Linked DNA regions of Pan troglodytes: region 1 is linked to region 2. A link is a contact called in public Hi-C data. All regions are on one chromosome and are shown on one strand. The core of a region is the stretch at or near the end of the contact, and the rest is flanking DNA. Distances in the headings are between cores, read along the strand shown. Region 1 holds the start of WDR31 (WD repeat domain 31). Region 2 holds the start of POLE3 (DNA polymerase epsilon 3, accessory subunit).

What was found. A called contact is a pair of places that touch in the nucleus more often than the background predicts.
Region 1: a contact with region 2 is called in a Hi-C map of stem cell-derived neural progenitor cells, with 1.8 times the contacts expected there. The contact joins the promoter of WDR31 here to the promoter of POLE3 in region 2. A contact is called at or near these places in 1 of 7 Hi-C or Micro-C datasets (stem cell-derived neural progenitor cells) and 1 of 1 datasets of contacts at active chromatin or transcription factors (stem cell-derived excitatory neurons).

Annotation. Positions count from the first base shown.
Region 1 is chr11:25,099,295-25,106,228 of NHGRI_mPanTro3-v2.0_pri, reverse strand. It overlaps WDR31 (WD repeat domain 31), which reads right to left and starts at 4,162. Exons shown (of 10, transcript XM_063787590.1): 1 at 4,026-4,162; 2 at 81-233.
Region 2 is chr11:25,029,236-25,036,442 of NHGRI_mPanTro3-v2.0_pri, reverse strand. It overlaps POLE3 (DNA polymerase epsilon 3, accessory subunit), which reads right to left and starts at 4,705. Exons shown (of 4, transcript NM_001246516.1): 1 at 4,585-4,705; 2 at 4,412-4,497; 3 at 3,967-4,085; 4 at 1,602-3,342. The coding sequence starts at 4,650. The coding sequence ends at 3,170. C9H9orf43 (chromosome 9 C9orf43 homolog) reads left to right here and starts at 5,015. Exons shown (of 14, transcript XM_054658978.1): 1 at 5,015-5,356.

The sequences.
Region 1 (6,934 bases), core at 2,913-5,412, 70 kb before region 2:
ATAGTCAGAGAGCCATACTTCCCAAGTAAACCATATTCATGGGACATTCTAAGGAAAAGATAACTTTTAGAATTACTTACCCCCAAACCAATAGGATCTTCTTGGTTAGCTGCCCTATTCAATAATTTGTAATGTGTATCCTTTGGAAAATAGTTCAGGCAGCCACTTCTTAATCTCTGTAATTAGTGGGAAGCCACTGAAGTTAATCTCTTCTCTGTCTAAGCATGTTTGCACTGAAAAGAGATTTACAAGGTAAATAAAGACCTTGTTTATTAAAGAGATGGTTAGGTGTAGTTTTCCCTCACAAAGAAAGAAATATTTTACAAAATTCCAAGATTATCTCTCTCACATTTCCACAATTCAGGAAAGTATACTATAGTGTTAATTATATATCTATTTTTAAATATGCAAAATATATTTAAATACATTGTTAAACATTTTGATTTTGCTCATAACATAGTACTTCTATTCATCAAAAATCTTGAGTTGACTGCTTATTTCAGAGTTTACTGCTTTTGGGAAAAAGGCAATTTCTCCTGTTCTAAATAATTCTCCTAGAATTTGAGATGAGAGAGCTTTTCAAAATCACCATATATAAACCATTTATTTATTTCAAGATCTGCGGAGTAAGGGTAGAAATATTATTTGCTCAAAATTATAACTAAGACCATTTATTGAAAGATCTGCAGAATAAGGATAGAAATATTATTTGCTCAAAATTATAACTAAGTAAATCTCTTGACTTCTAGTCCAGAATTTCCATTATAAATGTCTACAAAGAATAAACAGCTTTATTGCATTTTAATAACTCAATTTTAAGAATTCAATTAAATTCTAAATATTGATTGACAGTGCAGCTTATTCTGAGAATTAAGGGCAGCACAGAATAGTCAGAACAACATTTCATTAAATGCATTAGTGTCTGCATTAGATAGGACTAGTTGTGAATTATAGCTCAACTGTGGCCTTGGGCAAGTTGCTGAACCTCTCTAAGTCTCACTTTCCTATGTGTAAAATAGGATAATAACTCTATCATTGACTTCTGTGAAGATTAAAAATAGCACTTAAAAGGTACCAGGAACTGCTCTATGTTTTATATTTATTAACTCATTTTATCTATTCCACAAGCCTCTGAGATACTGTTACTACAGGTTGAGCATCTAATCCAAAAATCCAAAATCCAAAATGATCCAAAATCTAAAACTTTTTGAGCACTGACATGACATTCGAAGGAAATATTCATTGGAGCATTTTGGATTTTTTTTTTTTTTTTTTTTAGACAGAATCTTACTATATTGCCCAGAGTGGAGTGCAGTGGCGCAACCTGGGCTCACTGCAACCTCCACCTCCCAGGTTCAAGCAATTCTCCTGCCTCAGCCTCCTGAGTAGCTGCGATTACAGGTGTGTGCCACCATGCCCAGCTAAGTTTTGTATTTTTAGTAGAGACGGGGTTTCACCATGTTGGCCAGGCTGGTCTCAAACTCCTGACTTCAAGTGATCTGTCCACCTAGGCTTCCCAAAGTGCTAGGATTACAGGCATGAGCCACCGTGCCCAGCCACATTGGAGCATTTTGGATTTCAGGTTTTCCATTAGGGATGCTCAACCCTTAAGTATATAATGCAAATATTCTAAAATCTGAAATTTGAAACACTTCTGGTCCCAAACATTTCAGATAAGGGATACTCAACCTGTATGGCCATTTTGCAGATGTGAAAAGTGAGGCACAGAGATATCAAATAGTTTGCTCAAGTTTATACTGCAAATAAGTGGCAGAGCTGAAACTTGAATCCAGGCAGTCCAACTCCAGAGGCCCTGTTCTTGACCAGCATATTATACTGCATCTCTACAAAAGCTGGTGCATATAAAGCTTTTGGTTCAATCTGGCAAGTTGTTAACAATAAATTATGGTTACTAGCATGATTGCAAGATTAACAGTGATCATCCTGGAAGCAGCATTTTCACCCTTGTTAATACTGTTCATAATGCACAAATATTAATGCACAAATATACACAGAGAACACATACAAACGGATATATGAATCTAGAGGATATTAAAGCTGAAGCAAATTATGGCCTCTGATCAGAGTGATTGGACCCAATAAAGCCAAGAATTCATTATGTTACACAGCAAGGCAATTAAAAAGTCTCAAGAACAAAGTATATGAATTTGGGTTATATCTACGTTGTTGTAATTTATCATGAGTAGACTAAGAAATAAAAGTACTACTAAGTTATCTTCCACTATTTTTATTAGGAACATGTAATATACTTGAGAGGAGGTATAATTTCTGGTTCATTTTTGTATCTATGATTTGACCTTAGCCTAGGAGAATGAATGCAAGGCAAATAAATACCTGTTGAATGAGTGAATGGAATACTAAGATGAAGAGTCGGCTTGGTGGTACGCTATTTTTTTTGTTTTTTTTTTTTTTTTTCTGAGATGGAGTTTCTCTCTTGTTGCCCAGGCTGGAGTGCAATGGCACCATCTCAGCTCACCACAACCTCCACCTCCCAGGTTCAAGCAATTCTCCAGCCTCAGCTTCCTGAGTAGCTGGGATTACAGGCGCCTGCCACCACGCCCAGCTAATTTTGTGTTTTTAGTAGAGACAGGATTTCTCCATATTAGTCAGGCTGGTCTCAAACTCCCGATCTCAGTTGATCCGCCCGGCTTGGCCTCCCAAAATGCTGGGATTACAGGTGTGAGCCACCGTGCCCGGCCCAGTGGTACACTTTTTAGGGACCCAACAACATAAGCGCCCTTTTAACCTGCCCAAGAACATATCCCTTAGAGAGCAGTCACCCTGTTTCATCCCAGGCTCCAGACCCAGAAAGGCTGGAGAGGACATGGGAAAATCTACAGATTCAGTTATGGCTCTGGATGTCCCTGTTGGTTCCAGTTGGAACCAGGTCTCAGTCTGAATCCCATCACTTCTTTCTATTCCAATCTGCTTTCCAAAGGCCTTGGGATATCCAGTAGTCACTCTAAACCACCCTAAACAGAAAGCAGAGAATTCTCTTTTAACTCTCCAGTGCAATATTCCTTGATATACACCAGTACCTATCCAACTGTTCTATTCCATGAACAAACTGGGACTCAGAGGGCTGTGACTTGCTGAAGGTCACAGGGGCAGAGCCGGGTGGACTGGACCTTATTTCCCTGGTCCCGTTAATGCAAATGCTGATATCTTATCTCCCTCCGTCTCCCCAAATCTCCCTCTGCACACTTCTGTCTTACACTCTGGGAGACCAAGGCATCTTTAGTCGCCAAAACAATGCTCAAAGAAAGAAAAGTATGAGTAGAAACACCTGGAAGCTGGTCTGGTTCGACCCTCTAATGGTACAGATAGGGGAAACCGAGGCCCAGGGAATAAGAGGGTCTTGCCTAGAGTCACACAGGGAGCCAGTTCTAGGCCACCACTCTCACGGTTGCCTCAAATTTTGGGGACGACTTGTGTGCAGTTTTTCCTTTCTGTCGCTTCAGATGGCAAATGCTCCTCTCCCTGCCCATTATATGAACAACTAAAGCTTAATTTGTTTTTGTTTTTGTTTTCAAGAGACGGAGTCTCGAGTCTCGCTCTGTCACCCAGGCTGGAGTGCAGTGGCGCGATCTCGGCTCACTGCAACCTCCGCCTACCGGGTTCTAGCAGTTCTCCTGCTTCAGCTTCCCAAGTAGCTGGGACTACAGGCGCACGGCACCACTCCCGGCTAATTTTTTGTATTTTAGTAGAGACAGGGTTTCACTGTGTTGCCCAGGATGGTCTCGAACTCCTGAGCTCAGGCAATCCACCCGCCTCGGCCTCCCACAGTGCTAGGATTCCAGGCGTGAGCCACCGCGCCCGGCCTAAAGCTTATTTTTTATGTGTATGTGGAAAGCGGGGAGAAGAGTCCCCGAAGATGGGAACCTAGCGCCACCCAGCCCAAGGTTGGCCCTCATAACCGCTCTCCGCTTCGACCAAAGGGCGAGGGTTGCCCGCTCCTAGTCTGCCGCTACGCCCCTTTCTCCCACCTCAGGCTCAGTACCCACCGGTGGGCTGCGGGGCTGGAGCTGGGGCCGGCGGGAACGCGGAGCCTGGGGGTGTGAGCAGCCTCCGAGCCCTCCCGCGCCTCCGCCCCTAGCAGCAGGCGCACGTTGCTAGGGCGGGAGTGCTGGAGAAAAGCCTCCGGGCACCCTCGCAGGCCGCCGAACCGCAGTTCCGTTCGCCTAAAGCTGGGACGGGAACTGAGCGCCCGGCGCTACTCTCTTCGTGATCAGGTCCAGAGGAGAGGACGCTTGTGCCCAGGACTCCGCTGCCAGAAGAATCTAGACAATCCAAGGAAAACGGGTACCTTTGTAATAGCTATGGAGAAAGCACTTAATAAAGGTCATCTTTTAAATTATTGGTCGCTCAGATATACGTGTTGCCGTATTTCTTTGGAGTTTCCCTGATTTCGACTAGAAATTCCTCCTTTGGACACTCCCCCAGCTCCCCACTCCTCTATTCCTTTCGGTTTTTTTTTTTCATTGAACCATTACAGCCTAGTACCATAGCAAGAAGAGACCCCTCAGTACCTTCTTGAGATCCAAATGGGAAGACAGTTGTAGAAACACAGTTTTTACAGCTGCGGTCGCATTGCTACCAGACTAGAGTCTATTCATCTCCGTATTCCTGGTGCACAGTATGGGGCTTGGTATATAGTAGGGGCTTGTTGAATGTTTGTTGAATGAATGAATGGCAGGGATCCTAGCCAACATTTATTTATTTATTTTTAAGACGGAGTCTTGCTCTGTCGTCCAGGCTGAAGTGCAGTCGCGCGATCTCGGCTCACTGCAACCTCTGCCTCCCAGGTTCAAGCGATTCTCCTGCCTCAGCCTCCCAAGCAGCTGGGACTACAAGTGCGCGCCTCCATGCCTGGCTAATTCTTGTATTTTTAGTAGAGATGGGGTTTCATCATGTTGGCCAGGCTGGTCTCGAACTCCTGACCTCAGGTGATCCACCTGCCACAGCCTCCAAAAGTGCTGGGATTACAGGCATGAGCCTCCGCGCCCGGCCCCAACATTTATTTTGAACCCTAGTAGGTGCCTCTGCAGTGTTGATCTGGCAAAACAGCGTTCAACGAAGATTTGTGGAGTTTCTGAAAATTGCGTGCCTTTGAGGGGGTGGGAATGGTGAGAGAAGTTTGCCTCCACATACTGGCTATTGGGTCTGTTTTCCAATCCAGGGAAGGGATCCCCTCCATGGCATCCCTGATGAGGTATCTGTAGCCCTAGTTGATGCTCGCTCTGTAATGATGGACTCATTACTTTCTAAGCTAGTGACCTATTGTTGGGAGATTTCCTTCTGGCAGGAGAAAGTATCTACCCGTATGCCACTTGAAACTCTGATCTTCGTTCAGAGCCAATGGCTCTCCTTACAGACTAATCCCTTTCCCCCACAACAGCCTGGCAAGCCACAACCAGGATAGACTTACAGCTTTGTCCTGGGACACTGGGCTAGGCTCAGTGCAGCTACAGAGGTGAGTTACTAGATCTCTGCACCCAAGATGTTCCTGCTCTGGGGATGTTTTTCCCTCTGAGAGAGAGGCTTTAGGCTTCAGGCACGAAAGACTCCCAAACTGGTACCTGTAGCCAGGCCTCTCCCTGAGCTGGACCTGTATATCCACCTGCCACCCGCTCATCTGCAACTGGCAGTTTAAAAGACACCTCATTCTTGACATGACTCATACTGGAAACATCATCTTCCCCTCAAACCTGTTCCCCATCTTTTCCCTGTAAGTGCTGGGCACTACCATTCACCAATCACCCAAGCCAAGGTTCTAGGAGTCATTTGTAACTTTACCCTTGCTTCCTCGTTCAAGAACAATCCCTGAGACTTCTCAATTCTGCCTCCCAAACATTATAAAAATAAAAATCTTCTCTCTACCTACCACCTGGATTCAGGCCAACATCAGGGTGTGATAGATTAAAAATGACCACAACTTCTTTGTAGCTCTTCCCATCAAGGCTGGCTTTGTAACTTGTTTTGACCAATAGAATGCAGCAGGAGTGACATCGTGGGACTTCTGAGTTTAAGCTTCAAAAGGCCTTGCAGTTTCTGCTCCCATCCTCTTGGCACACTGCCAGCATGGGAAGAGGACCAGGCTAGTCTGTTTCAGAGACATGGCCCATCCAATAGCTAGCACCAAATGCCAGCCATGTGAGTGACTGTTGCCCATGCTGGAGTGCAGTGGGGCGATCTCGGCTCACTGCAACCTCCGCCTCCTTGGTTCAAGTGATTCTCCTGCCTCAGCCTCCTAAGTAGCTGGGATTACAGGTGCGTGCCCCCACGTCCCGGCTGATTCTTGTATTTTTAGTAGAGACGGGGTTTCACCATGTTGGTCAGGCTGGTCTTGAACTCCTGACCTCATGATCCGCCCGCCTCAGCCTCCCAAAGTGCTGGGATTACAGGTGTGAGCCACTGCGCCCGCCTCAGTGTTATAATCTTATGGGACCACCAGGTACATGCAGTCCATCATTGATCAAAATGTTATTATGCAGCATATGACTTTATCCTCAGCTTAGAGGCCATCTCCCTTTCTGCCCCCAAGTCTTCCCTAACCATTCCTCCCCTTCTCCAGGCTGGGTTAACTATTCTTCTTCTGTGCTTCCAAAGCCCCCACACTATACACCACATAGTATAACTTTTCATTTACTTCTCTCTCTCACTCAACTGCAAGCAACAGAGGCAGTGACTGAGTCTCATTTACACTTGTATTGTTGGTGTCTAACCCAGGGTCTGGCACAGCACTGCAACAGAACTTTCAACAATTATGGAAATGTTCTATACCTGCATTGTCTAATACGTCAGCCACTAGCCCTACTAGCTATTGAGCACTTGAAATGTAGCTAGTGCAACTGAAGAACTGAATTTTACATGTTATTTATTTTAATTAATTTAAATTTAAATAGCCACATGG
Region 2 (7,207 bases), core at 3,456-5,955:
GCTACTAGGGAGGCTGAGGCAGGAGAATTACTTGAACCGGGGAGGCAGAGGCTGCAGTGAGACAAGATCGCACCACTGTACTCCAGCCTGGGTGACAGAGCGAGGCTCTGTCTCAAAATAAAAAAGAAAAAGCTATGTAGATTAGATAGGTGATATAGCATTGTGGTAAAGAGATAAAAAAGGTAACAGCAGTGCTGTTTCATAGGGTTTAAGAGTTAATACTTAGGGCTCGGTGTGGTGGCTTATGCCTGTAATCCCAGTATTTTGGGAGGCCAAGGCAGGAGGATTGCTTGAGCCCAGGAGTTGGAGACTGGCCTGGGTAACACAGATAGACCCTGTCTCAAATTAAAAAAAAAAAAAAAATTAAGGCCGGGCGTGGTGGCTCACACCTGTAATCCCAGCACTTTGGGAGCCTGAGGCGGGTGTATCACGAGATCAAGAGATTGAGACCATCCTGGTCAACATAGTGAAACCCCATCTCTACTAAAAATACAAAAATTAGCTGGGTGTGGTGGCGTGCGCAGCTGTAGACCCAGCTACTTGGGAGGCTGAGGCAGGAGAATCACTTGAACCAGGGAGGTGGAGGTTGTAGAGAGCCGAGATTGTGCCACTGCACTCCAGCCTGGTGACAGAGTGAGACTCTGTCTCAAAAAATAAATAAATAAATAAAAAAAAATAAAAAACGGTTAATACTTGAAAGCAGTTAGTGCCAGACACAGTAGGGGGCTCAATAAATGAAGCTGCTGAGAATCTAGTATGTATAAGGGTGCCCAGTACATCCATGAAAAGCTCTTGCACCGGCCACACCCCTGTAATCCCAGCACTTTCGGAGGCTGAGGCAGGCGAATCATGAGGTCAGGAGATCGAAACCATCCTGGCTAACACAGTGAAACCCCATCTCTACTAAAAATACAAAAACAAAATTAGCCAGGCATGGTGGCGAGTGCCTGTAGTCCCAGCTACTAGGGAGGCTGAGGCAGGAGAATGGCGTGAACCCTGGAGGCAGAGCTTGCAGTGAGCCGTGATCATGCCACTGCACTCCAGCCTGGGAGACAGAGTGAGGCTCCGTCTACAAAAAAAAAAAAAAAAAAAAAAAAAGCTCTTTCAGCAGGTGTGTTGGCTCACGCCTCTAATCCCAGCACTTTGGGAGGCTGAGGTGGGTGGATCACCTGAGGTCAGGAGTTTCAGACTAGCCTAGCCAACATGGTGAAACCCTGTCTCCACTAAAAATATAAAAATTAGCTGGGCATGGTGGTGGGCGCCTGTAATCCCAGCTACCTGGGAGGCTGAGGCAGGAGAATTGCTTGAACCTGGGAGGCGGAGGTTGCAGTGAGCCGAGATCATGCCACTGCACTCCAGCCTGGGCGACAGATTGAGACTCTGTCTCAAAAAAACAAAACAAAACAAAACAAATGCTCTTGCAGTAGTTCAGAGCCCTTGCCTGTGAATGAGCAGCACCTGCTGGTCATCCAAGGCGATGCAGTATCTCATGTTTACAAAGGTCTGGCCAAGTCCACACGCCAAAAACTGCATGGAGAGTATCATCAGGGGCTCTCTCCAAAAACACACTGTGAACAAGCAGCATGAAAGAGGAGGCATCATTTTTTAACAAGACTTTTATTTGTACAAAGCATTACAATCTTCTCAGCATTCTTCACTCACAAACTTTTCACTGTATTTAACAAGTTAACAGTGTCAAACTACACGTCACTACCTGTCAAACCCCAAGCACTCAACTCAGAAACAAAAAGCGCTTGGAGCACTGAATGGAAACAGAAAAAGGCTAAGAAAGGCCAACAGAGATATTTTAGAAGCAGTTAAAGAGGATGGTTTGGGGAGAGTTAGATTCCTGAGCACCATCAGATTTCCCTTAAGGTTTTTTGTGAAGGGGCTTCACAAAATAATTTTTAGAAGACATGAGACAAAATTAGCCAGGCTTGGTGGCACGCATCTGTAGTCCCAGATACTCAGGAGGCTCAGGCGGGAGGATCACCTGAGCCCAGGATTTCAAGGATGCAATGAGCTATGATCATGCCACTGCACTCCAGCCTGGGCCACAGAGTGAGAGATTCCATCTCTTAAAAACAAAATGTGAGATTAGAACTAAGGAATCAAGAGATCAGAGGAACTCACACTTTGGAGTATTAAGCAGGTTATCAAAGCTTACAGACTAACAGAAGTGAGAAAAGGAGGCAGATGAGAAAGTGGGATGGGGAGCACAGGAGAGAGAAAGGAAGTACGAGGCACAGAGGGAGAAAGCTGTGCCTAGAGAAAATCAAGTTTGGCACTCATCATGAATTGAAGAATGAAAAGCCATAGTCACAAGTCTGGGAGATGGACTACAAGAAGAGGAAGCCTGGGGTTTTACACCTTCCAGGAGGTGATGACAAATCCTAAAGCTGTACAGTAGCAGAGAGTAAGGTACATCTGACACTATGCCATCTGTTTTTGTAAAAGACACTGGCACCATGTTTGACTAATACCATTCCACACTGCTGATTTAAGAATATCTGTGATCAGATTACTACCACACCAGCAGGCCGATCATCTACAGGCAATACAGAAAGGTTTTGGGCCGAGTGGGTCTATGAAAAACAAAATTCAGTTAATGCTTCTGTCAAGTGAAGAGAGAGAACAGATTTTGTTATTCTCCCACAGCATTTTAGTAGTTTCCTAAAGCTTACTCATTCTGAGCAGTCTTAGTAAGCTACTATTGTCAAAGACTGTGCAATCAAACATAGGCTGACCATAAGCAAAGCCCCAGTTTTTCCTGAGCCTTGGCTGCCTCTGTGATCTGGAACACAGCAGGCAGCATGGAAGTTATTATTACTTATTTAGGGGTCTAGGGAAGACTGCAGATCAAAAACCATCTAACCATATATTTTAAGTAAACAAAAGCGAGCAAACTGACTAATTTAGTCGTTCAGAATCCCTCTTGTCAAAAGGCCATAACCTTCAGATTGATGAAGCAAAACAGGATTCTGCTACTCAGATGCTCTGAGTTTGGTAAGTGCTGGTTTTGATGGTATTTCTAGTCAGTTTTTATTCTGATCTTTTCAGGCACTTTTGCCTGAGACTACTCTGCCCAGCATGGAAAAGCTTCACAGAAACACGTAGCACGTCTCATTTCAAGTGGTACCTTCCAAGATGACACAGTCTCCCGCCCTTTTCAGTTGTCTACTTCTTCCTCTTCATTCTGTTCTTCTTCTTCCAGCCTTTCTTCGTCTTCATCATTGTCCTCATCCCTGCTCTTGTCTTGCTCTTCCGAGTCTGTTTTTTTGTCTTTGTCCTTCTTCTTTTGCTCTGAGGCCTCCTTCTTGCCTTTCTGCTCCCGCCTATATGCTGTAAGGAGGAAACAAGGGGTTAGGAGACAGCTGAAAGTGAGCCAGACAGACTGCAGGAGCTAATTACATTGTACAATTGGAAAAACGGAGGCAGATGGGCGCGGTGGCTCACGCCTGTAATCCCAGCACTTTGGGAGGCTGAGACGGGCGGATCACCTGAGGTCAGGAGTTCAAGACCAGCCTGGCCAATATGGTGAAACCCCGTCTCTACAAAAATAAAAAATGAGCCCTACGTGGTGGCGTGCGCCTGTAGTCCCAGCTACTCGGGTGGCTGAGGCAGGAAAATTGCTTGAACCCAGGAGGAGGAGACTGCGGTGAGCTAAGATCCCACCACTGCACTCCAGCTTGGGTGACAGAGCAAGACTCCGTCTCAAAAAAAAAAAAAAAAAAAAAAAACAAGAAAAGCAAGACAAAAACAAAAACGGAGGCAGAGAAGGAAAAATAACTTGCTCAGCATCACAAAACAGATCTGAGGTGGTGCCCACCGAACTGGGTCGAGTCACATCAAGTGCTGGCTTACTGGACTTAAAGGGACCCGCGCTGAGAAAGGCTCAGGGCCTGGTGAACAGGTCATACAGGATGACCATCTTCTATGTGGTTTAGAAGACAAGAGGCTCGTTACCTTCCAGAGCTTCTTTCAATGGGGTAACGAACCGCTGGAACTCCATCTCTTCCATGGCTGAGAGCACATCACTGGCATTCAGCGTCTTCCGCTTTCCTTTCATTGCAAAGTTGTTAGCACTGAGAGAAGAGAAAGGCTGTCAGACTCCCTCTTGTTTGTAAGGCGTGAGTGGGAAAAGGAGCACCCAGAGGTGGAACGGGAAAGCCTGCCTCTTACATGTATGGATTTTGGTGTGACAGGGATAAGTCCTTTCCTTCTCTGCACGAAAAAGCTAAAGCAAAGTGATTTTGTTGTGTTATTTTGCTTCAGAACTTGTAAAAACTGGCAGAGGACTGTGAACATGTCCCCACCGAGGGAGGGCACAATCGTTGGGGTTTGTAGGCTCCCGGCCAGCAACTCCCAGCCAAGTATCCCCGCGCCTCCCTTATGCCTCTGTCCCGCTCACCAGGATGTGGCGTACAGCACGAAGACGCTGGCGGCGCGGGAGATGGCGCTCCGGGCCTCCTTGGAGATGTTGACACCGTCCGGGAGCTGCGAGGAGACCGGGGGTGAGCAAAGCTGCCGTTCCAGCACCTGCTTCCCTCCTGCCCGTTCGTCCGCCCCCCCCGAGCTGCTCACCGCCTCCTTGATGATCCTGGTGATCACGGCATTGGGCAGGTTTAGGTCCTCGGGCCTCTCCGCCATTGCCGCCGCTGGGGCTTAAACTCCCCTTCGCCTCCGCTTCAGGGAGCTACTGCGTCCGGACTTCCCGCGTCGCTACGGTCTGACCCTCCGAGGCTTCCGTCCCGCCCCACGTGGCCTACAGTGTCCCACAGTGCTCTGAGCGCCATAGCCTCCCTTCTCCTTGGTGCCCCGCCTCCGCCTCAAATACCGGCGCATCCGGATTTTGAAGCCGCAGTGGTTTTGGCCCGCCAAGGCTTCCATCCAACCCTACCGCACCCCGCACGCCCCTCCCCAGGTCCATTTCTCTGCTTCTCGCCATCGCCGCGTCGGGAACCTTCTCACCAACTTATTTGGCTCAATGGAGCTTCCGTCCGTTTCCCATGGTGCCCTGCGCCGCTGCTGGGTGACGGCGCGGCCGGGCGCAGCGTGTGGGAGACGAAGGCGTGGCTGACTCGGCGGGGCGGGTCCCTTTAGGACCCGAGGCAGGCTCTGGGCCTGCCGGGTCCGTTAATCTCACCGCGCAGCAAGGGGCCACGTTTTACCACTTGATTTAGCAACCCTAAGCGGTTTGGAATCTGCTTTGCTCTCACAGGACCTCAGCCCGTCGTGATCAGATTCTCCCATTTTCTTTTTTCTTTCCTGGAATGGAGCGGGCAGTCTTTTTCCATCTCTACCGAAGTTGATGTTCATCTTTAATCTTTTCGCTCCTCACGCTTTTGTAATAATGGTACTAAGACTGAGTGTTATTTAGATTTTATTGTTGTTGTTTGTTTTTAACGCGAACTATTTAGGCAGCCCAGGGATAATGCTGGCCATATAGAGATGCGCCTGATTAGGTCTCAGGAGTCAATTCGGACTGGGCAGGTAACGAAAGGGCGAGAAGCAGCCTTTTCATTGTATGAAGAATGCAACGTCACATTCGCTTTCAAAAACAAACCGTGTTAAAATTGTATTTATTTTTCAGTTAAATTGTTCATCATACATCTTTTCCAGTTAAAACCATTCTCAAGGTTTTGCAATGGCGTTTTTTTTTGGGTTTTTTTTTTTTTTTTTTTGAGACAGTCTCACTCTGTCGCCCAGGTTGGAGTGCAGTGGCGCCGATTTCGGCTCACTGCAAGCTCCGCCTCCTGGGTTCACGCCATTCTCCTACCTCAGCCTCCCGAGTAGCTGGGACTACAGACGCCCGCCACCATGCCCGGCTAATTTTTTTCTATTTTTAGTGGAGACAGGGTTTCACCGTGTTAGCCAAGATGGTCTCGATCTCCTGACCTCGTGATCCGCCCGCCTCGGCCTCCCAAAGTGCAGGGATTACAGGCGCGAGTCACCGCGCCCGGCGCAATGGCGTTTTAAGTTGTTTTTAAGTTATTTTTATATTAAGTTCGTAGAAATTCTCACTCCCACTGATTTTATTTATTTTTTTAATTTTTAAAATTTCTTGACAGGGTCTCACTCCGTCCCCCAGGCTGGAGTGCAGCGGCACGGTCTCGGCTCACTGTAGCCTCGACCTCCCTGGCTCAGGTGGTCCTCCCACCTCAGCCCCAAATAGCTGGGGCTACAGGTGCGTTCCATCACACCCAGCTAATTTTTTGTATTTTTCGTAGAGACAGGGTTTCACCATGTTGCCCAGGCTGGTCTCGAACTCCAGGGCTCAAGTGATTCTCCCTCGGCCTTGCAAAGTGCTGAGATTACAGGCATGAGCCACCGCGTCCAGCCTCCCACTGAGAATTAATGCTGCTTTTTTTTCCCGTCAAGCATGCAGTCCCAAGTCGCCCTGTAGTTTTCCCGCTTTCGATAGAAGCCTGATTATAGAGAAATATTTTAAAACAAAAGAGCAAATGCTATGATAAATGGCAACTGAAAGTGTTTCAATTAGAGACCATAAGGTCTGGTGGGGGAACTCCGCTTGGATAGAACAGACCTGGCTGAAACCGTCAGGGCTGCTCAGCGCTAGTCAGTTGCTCTTCAGCTGGAATTGGGCCCAGTGTTGTCAAGTATTTTGGTCCCTAAAAGGAGCCAGAAATCTGGACATTGTGGGCTATTTCAATTTTAAAATTGATTCAAAGTGCTAGCCAAACAAAACAAGTAATAGGCCAGGTGCAATCCCAGGCTGATAGTTTATCTTTGGTCTAAATTATGAAACTGTTTAGAACAGGGAGTTTATTACTGTTCATGTCCAAAGCAGGTCCCCTCACATATTTAGTAATCAATAAATGTGTTGAATAAAAGAAAGAAATGGACACTGTCCTTAAAAAGTTCTTAGGGATAAGGTGGTAGTTAGTGATTGCCTAAAACACCTCTAGAAAGGAAAAGATGATAATATTTATTGAACACCTCCCATGAATAAAAGTACATTATCTCATTTAATGCTTCTGCAGTCCTACTTAGGGATTCCCCTCCTTCTGCTTATGTTATTTATTATTTTTTGTGGAGAGGGGGTAACTCATCTTGGCCTACCAAAGTGCTGTGGTTACAGACCTGAGACACCAAGTCAGGACCCCTCCACCTACTTGAGAGAGAGGTGTGAAGACACTTGTCAAAGGCCATATGGCCAATGAATGAAAAGCTAATGGCCTCTGAT